Regions from separate parts of the Cyprinus carpio genome. Here region 1 is linked to region 2. Evidence: chromatin contacts called from public Hi-C data. All regions are on one chromosome and are shown on one strand. The core of a region is the stretch at or near the end of the contact, and the rest is flanking DNA. Distances in the headings are between cores, read along the strand shown.

Region 1 (4,090 bases), core at 908-3,407, 58 kb after region 2:
ATGAAGAAAATGCATAGAAATCGTCAATAATTAGCCTGTAACTTAGCCTTTATGAGAAGATATACTGTATGACTCACATTTAAGATTTTATAATTCAATCGCGCCAGCTGCCATCACTACTATCATCATCACTTATATCTTTACAACAACAAATGAAGCCAAAAACGACAATAGCCTACTAGTTCACATACAACGCCAAATAACGGTAGAAAAATGTACCTTCATCCTCATGGTGAGATGTTTCTATCCTGCGCTCCTCATGAGCATATAAACTTCATGATGATCTCCATCCGACAGAACAAACGCTGCATGTGTGTGAAAGAGACGCGCGGCTTAAAATAGCTACACAAGGAGCGGGGGCTGAAGACGAGGAAGAGCCAAGGACACCCATAAACAGCCCAACATGACATCAGCCCTCACATCTCTGTAGATGTCAAACTGTATGCGATTTCATTTTAACGACTGAAGTGCGTAGCGTCTTGCATTATAAACGAATAATGCTTCTCACGCGCCCCCTTTTTTTTTTTTTTTTTTTTTTAAATATGTCCGTAGCTATGCATTGAAGTTATACGAATATGAAAGTATTGAGGATCTGCGCTGCAGAGGAAGTGAAAGTTTGGGTGGTACAGGGCTGAGAACAGTTTAGCAAACTGACTACCTTTGCAAAGCGACAGCAGGTGTTAAGTTAAAATAAATCAACTCCGTCCTGACATCCGGATCCCTGAGTCGTATTTTATTATTTTTGCATGACTTTGAAATGAATGTGCACGGATATATGTTACGCAGAACCTTTGACAGTTTTATCCACGAAACACATGGAAATGCAGTAAATGATACTGACCTCTTTTCTGTAGCGTGACTGGTAGCTCAAGGGCGAAATTCACCGTCCTAAAGACATTTATTCCAGCCGGGAATGGATTGTTTTAAACGTTTTGGTGGCCCATTATCGCCTGTCTGTCTGTCTATCTATCAGACTTCCTGGATGAATAGCCGCGTGCGCATATAGTGAAGTTCACTAACACATATGGGCCTACATTCGCTCACGGAAATAAGTGCATGACATATTAACCCAGGAGTCTATGCAAAGCACTCTTATCCTCATTCTTCATTTTTGTCTTCATTTTCTCTCATTTCAATTTCAGTGTTCAAATGTTACATTTGCCAGAAATTTACTATTCACTATTAAAATGCAGGAAATAATAGCCTACTTTGCACTTTTAAAGAACTGTGTGTGTGTGTGGGGGGGGGGGTTACATTTTTGTGTTAGCAAGTCCAATGCTTTTCCAACTTAAAAGTGCAAAATAAAGTGTAAAAATTAATTGTGTCACATATTACAAAAACGATCTAGTATGGATATTAGTCTTTAGAGCACATGAAAACTTAACCATTAAAAATGCATGAAATCATTAAAGAATTTACGTATGTCAACATAGGCTACGTCACAAAAACAAAAATTCTGGATATACTGAATTTAATCTGGGAGTGTAAACAAACACTATGTATCACTTAACCAGTTGTAGTCAAGTGGTTCTACTTTATGAAGTCTAAGGTTCACCCAGGGAAAATCAATCGAGCGCAGAGCTAATCTATGGAGAGACGAATAGTGACAACAGATACGATAAAGACGCTTTTAATTCACGGCGCAGCATATCACAAATATAAAATACCCCTGCAAGACAAAACAGTTGAACTGGCAAAGCCACAATAAATGTGAAACCCAAGAAAAAAACGGCCTTACCAAGTCAGCGAAGCTTTATCTTTAATCCAGGTCCAACTCCATAGAAGTCCGGTTAAAAGCAAATGTCTTCAGGCGAATGAACGCTCTCCTCAACGATGAACAGTACAAATCCACCTTATTTCTCCTGTAGCCCTTGTAAGCTGGATTGTTGGGGGAAATAAACTTCCAAAGTCATTGCAATTGGCGTCTTGGTGCTCCTACACCTGAAAATGCATCAACCTTTTTTATTTTCAACAGACGTCATGTCTATCTCTCCCGTCAGTGTGATGATAAAACGTCCATACAGGTCGTGTTATGATATCCAGAATAAAGACTGTACTAAACCCCGCGCCACTGACAAAGACCCGACAAGCGTCTCTCGCTTTTAAAACCCCATCGTACCTGCTACAAGGTAACAGCACTGACAAACGAGCTCACGAGTACAGCTTTTAAACTCACCGCCGCCGCCTGCCGGTCGAGTGAGGAACAAGTCATAAAGACACAATAGAGATGACACAGTGGCAGATTCCAGAAGGGGTATGATAGGATTATAAACTAGTGTAATGATAATTAGATCGAGGATTTAGCGTAGATTACCTCGCATGGCCAGTTAATTTAATTTTTTACACTATTTATGCGTACCATGTGTCTGACCAAGCATGAGTTGGATCAATTTTTGCTGAATCTTACCGTATTGTTAAACACCTGTTATTCCAATCTGTGAATCTAATAGCTAAATGGTCACCTAACAAATATATTTTATGATGATTTTATAATTATTATTATTACAATTAGCTATTATTATTAGCTATAATTATTTTGTTGTTTTGTTATTGTTGTTCTACCTATTTTATGTTACACAGTTTGTTTCTTATTGTAATTTGTATCAAGTTTCTAATTTGATTCTTTGCTATTATTTGTTCTCTAATGTCTTTTATTATTATTATTATTATTATTATTATTATTATTATTATTATTATTATTATTTCTAGCAGCAGCAGCAGCGACGGCAGCAGTAGTATGCCTGTTTTATGCAACACAATCGAGAGATGCTGTTCCAATACAATTTTAAATACATATCTAATACAGATTTTCTAGATTTTATAAATGAGTCAGTATCACTTATTTCACTTACTACATGCTTGCTCATGAGGAAAACATAATTGGCATTTATGATGATAAATAATTACAAAAAAGTGTGTGAAAACATGACGAATACATGAACTTTGCACAGTGAATGAAACCAGTAAAGCCTATTCAAACCAGTCTGTGGAATGGAAATGAAACTCAGTGTGCATTCAAAACAATAAATATTACAGACAAATAATGGCACTAAATCACTGATGAGCATGTCTTATCTTGTATGTCTTTTCATAATGACATTAATACGCTTACCTGACCGAGATAATAGTGCATGACTGAAGGGCAGAAGTGTGTAGCCTACAGACAACTTCAGATAATATTCATGTTCCTTGAATGATAATAACAGCAATACATTTGAAACGCGGAGAGACTACTCTCTCTCTCTCTCTCTCGCTCTCTCTCTCTCTCTCTCTCTCACACACACACACACACACACCCTTAAACAAACACTAACTAACTCGCTCTCTCTCTCTCTCTCTCTCTCTCTGTCTCTCTCTTTCTCTCTCTCTCTCTCTCTCTCTCGTCTCACACACACACACACACACACACTCTCTCTCTCTCTCTCTCTCTCTCTCTCTCTCTCTCTCTCTTACCATTTTCTTCTTTCCCTTATGTCATACTTGCGGACAAGCTGTTCAAACTTCATTTCCCAGCATGCATTGCTCGAACACCTCCACCAATCAGATTCCTCGGCCTACCCTCCATTGAAAAAAGAGGCTCGAATCGAGACTGAAAACGTTGTCGATGCAGTGTGAATGTTTATACACAGGCATTTCCTGCAATATTATCAGTTTTTGAATATAATAAATGGCCTCGACTTTACTGTCACCCATGGTGGATTATTATAACGACGAGGAGGAGCTAGACAGTGTGGATGAAGATGAAGATCGCAGTTTCAGAGGCAGAGACTCGGAAGAAGGTGATTACGCACAATCATTTAAGTTTATTTACCTTTTAATCCCATTCACGTATGATTTATGGATTGAAAGACACGTTTCATTTGTTAATGAGTCAACTGGCTGTAGATTGGTAATGAAGTACTGGCTCTGTGAAGAGTAAACATGCAGGAAAGTGTGCACATGTGTGTCGAGGTGTTTTGTTTATTTTAGAGCTCGCTGGCTTTTTGCAACCTCGTCTGCATGCGTATAGTGATATTTTTAGACCGAAATGATGGCTGTGTAAGCATTTAACTGTATAATGGTTATGCATTTTCTCACAGCTGTATGTGTT
Region 2 (3,748 bases), core at 697-3,196:
ACTCAAGGGGGCCTTTTATTTCTCAGAGTATTTCCTGTACCCACCTCCTCCTCTTCCTGAGACTCCCCCATTGGGCCGTTGTGTTTCTCTTGGTAGAGGATTTTTTTCATTTTACGGTACTGCAGGTTGTCCAGCTCTCTGACAGCATCCTTCGTTCTCTGGATCAGATCGATGAGGACCCGTGGAGGACGCTCTCTCCTCACAAACTCATGCTGGAATGGACAAAGACGACAGAGAGTGCATTTGTAAAATGAATTGTTTTTGCAATTTTAACCATGCTAAGGCTAATGAAAAGAGCAATACGTGGTGATCAAATGTACAAACACCGCTTCAGTGTGTAAACATCCTGATCAATCAGACTTCACCCTCAGGTTTTGGGTTTTATGTCAATTTATGGCTCGCTAAGAGGAAAATGTGTTTTTATTAGGCCCTGTGTTCACCTGAAAACCACACAAATTGCATTCATTTCATTAAAGAAAATATTTCAGGAGTAAAATTTAGGGGGTTATGCATGATGCAATTCAACTGCCATGAAATAAGCCCACAGTCTCAATCCTCTCAGCATGCCAGATTACTCCTGAATTACGTCATTTCGTGCTTGTCCTTTGCTCACTAGAGGGTGCTCATGTGTAATGTGGCCTTGAGTGGACATATGCCATATGGAGGAGGATTTCTGACATGGCTGGCTAAATGGGGACTTGATCTGACCTCCTCAATGGAAATAAAAAGACAACAGACTCGAGTTCAAATGGCTGCATGTGTTAACTGGGTTCGCAAAATCGTGCTCTGTAAACCACAAACCAAGAGTCTTTGAAAACAAATTGGTCGTGCTGCAGTTCTTTCCATTACTCAACCGGGCCAACTGGGAGTCATTTATTTATTTGGGAGAAAAATGTTAGAAGGACAGTCCAAAATCCAAATCAATCCCTGTCCGATTACTCGGAACAGCCACTCTTGAATATTTACGGTAAATCCTCCTTTTGAGACTCTTTACAGGAACTTTTCCTCTAAAACATGCATCATGAAGATCTTCTTTTATGCACCTACTCTAAAACTCTTCATCTTGGTCAGTTTTTTGTATTTCCAGTCATAAACCATTCTTGTAAATTTGTTCAAAGTAGACTGGTTCCATGTTTTTGCATGGTTTTGTTAAGTTAATGTTATTCATTTGACTATATCTTTTACTCTAAAGAAATAAGCTTTCTTATTGGACTGTTTGAGGTGGACTGGTTAATTCTAAACATGTATTAACTGTAAAAATAAAACTGACTGCTCTAAATTCCACTTTAAATACATGCTATTCATTTTAATTTTCTATTCATCAAACAATCCTGAAAAAAAAAAATATTGAGCAGCACAACAGTTTTCAACATTGATAAGACATGCTTCTTGTGCACCAAATCAGCATATTAGAATTCTGAAGGATCATATGACACTGAAGACTGGAGTAATGATGCTGAAAATTCAGCTTTGCATCACAGGAAAAAAATAATATTTTAAAACATGTCAAAATAGAAAGCAGTTATTTTAAATTGTAATAATATTTCAAAATATTACTGTTTTTGCTGTATTTTTGCAGCCTTGGTGAGCATAAAAGATATCTCGCCAACCCAAAACTTGTGACTGATTGCAAAAGCAAAAATGTTCAAGGTGAACTGGTTATTTATAAATGTTCATTAACAGTCAACAAAAACAATTTTTCAGTCCTCTGATAAAATCTAAACAACTCCAAAGCATAAACCCTGCTTGGAAGCCTAATCAACATTGGTTCACCCTTTGATTGCTTTCATTGACTCTTGATCAATGTTAACCAGTCTGGCAACATCCATGGAGAGTGATTTGGAATGGAATCACAGATTTAGTTAACAACACATTTAGTTTAAGCAGGTCACGTCTGTGCTGCGAGTGGGTAAAACACTGCAGAGCAAACGGCTCAACCATTAAGCTCGGCAAAGACAGTAACAGCTAACAGCTCGGCTTCCCGATGATAACATAGATAAGCATTCACCACTCTAAACTGGCATCTGTGACTGACCAGCATGGGAGGAAACTAATCTACAGGATTATCCCATTTAAATGGAGGAAATTACATAATCTGAAGTCTTGCAGAGAGCCAGCTCTAACTGTCAGATTGTGAGTGATATCCACTGCTCGTTCTCAATTGGCAAGACCTCTATAGGTCAAGAATTGAGGTGGATTTAGACCCCATATGAGATTAAGACAGCAGTTGGGACGTGGAAAATGGTGGGAACAGAATAAATGAATGCTAGACTCAGATTAATGACCTCTTTTCGGTCTTAAGGAGCTTGGAAGGACAGTCTTGAGGTATTAGACCAAAACTGGGTCGAAATTAATTTTTCCCCCAGTTTTAACCTCTGCATGGACTAGGTTGCAGAAAAGACCAGTGGCGTCTGCAGCTGTTCGGCTGTATGAACCATGAGCTCTCAAACTGATCTGAGAAAGGTTTTCCATGAAATTATCAGTGATCATGCATGACCCAAATTTTGGATGACCGATTCATTAATTATTATTTTGGGTCAGTTTTTTCTTTTTAGTGAATTGTTTGCAAAACAGTCTGAAACAACTCACATTTGTTCAGACCATTCTCTCACTGAATCATCTGAAGTGGTTTCTCAGTCAGTAAAACAGAAAGACAATATCAAGATACACAGAGAACAAATGGCACTGGATGAAGTGAATATTCACCCACAAAATTAAAACAAAAGGCTACTTTTTGAGAGGTAACTTTGAGAAAATTCAGCCACTGCTGTGTCATGTGAAAAAGCAGCCATTCATGGAGAAAGTGGGTCCATCTGTGCTGGTTTTCAGTTGTTTTCATGTTGAACATGCACTAGATGGATGTCTTTGGTCATTTTGTTGCTTTTTGCTGCTTTTTAATCTCAGGCCATCTGTGATATAGATGAGTTTCTTTCTTCATCAAACAAAGCTATTATGGTTTATAGACTTGTATTTTGGCCAGAAGAGACTGTTTAAAGTTAAAATTCCTTACTGATGGATTTGTGTCATACAAACACATAGATTTTCACTTCACAAGATGTTAATTAATGGACTGGTGTGTCAATGTGGATTACTTGTGGATTATTGTGATGTTTTTATCAGCTATTTGGACTCTCATTCTGACGGCACCCATTCACTACAGAGGATCCATTGGTGAGCAAGTGATGAAATGCTACATTTCTCCAAATCTGTTTCCATTAAGAACAATCTCCTCTACATCTTGGATAGCCTATGGGTGAGTACTGTACATTTTCAGCAAATGTTCTTTTTTTTTCTTTCCCCAAAAAGTCAGATGAAATCCTCAAGGCACACATGGGAAAGACGCCTGTATCCCATTCCACCCCGGGCCGCCCTCCCCTTGTGAGGTTGTGCCTGAAGTGCATGTCTAGCATCGACACTAAGCTCTCAGGGCTAAATAGGATTACCTGTGACCACCAATGAGATCAACCATAACCTGTAACATGCACCCACACAAACAGACCCATACAATGCACAAACAAACAAACAAACAAATCACATTGGTAACACTATCCCTTAATGATCATGTATCCAGCGCTTCCCTGCAGCCAATAATCAACCATATCCCAACTGTACTGCTACATTCTATCACACATTTATTTTGGTGATGATTTAAATCCATAAGCCTCCCACCACAGCATGATATCACGAACATTAGTCACCGCACAGCAATATGTCCACCTACAGTCCCAGTGATTCGGTTGAGAGAAAG

What was found. Hi-C and Micro-C count contacts between places; a contact is called where the count stands out from the background.
Region 1: a Hi-C map of liver shows a contact between it and region 2, with 8 times the contacts expected there. The contact joins the promoter of taok3a here to the enhancer-like site in region 2. A contact is called at or near these places in 5 of 8 Hi-C or Micro-C datasets (liver, red blood cells and skeletal muscle).

Annotation. Positions count from the first base shown.
Region 1 is chrA5:10,123,644-10,127,733 of ASM1834038v1, forward strand. It overlaps taok3a (serine/threonine-protein kinase TAO3), which reads right to left and starts at 2,158. Exons shown (of 20, transcript XM_042753420.1): 1 at 1,739-2,158. suds3 (sin3 histone deacetylase corepressor complex component SDS3) reads left to right here and starts at 3,508. Exons shown (of 12, transcript XM_042753458.1): 1 at 3,508-3,779. The coding sequence starts at 3,668.
Region 2 is chrA5:10,066,050-10,069,797 of ASM1834038v1, forward strand. It overlaps taok3a (serine/threonine-protein kinase TAO3), which reads right to left. Exons shown (of 20, transcript XM_042753420.1): 11 at 45-212. Among protein-coding and RNA genes, the nearest start is that of pebp1, 18 kb to the left of the region's middle. Within about 2 kb of position 1,947, at least 1 of the 8 cell types and tissues checked has an H3K27ac peak or open chromatin away from gene starts, as enhancers often do.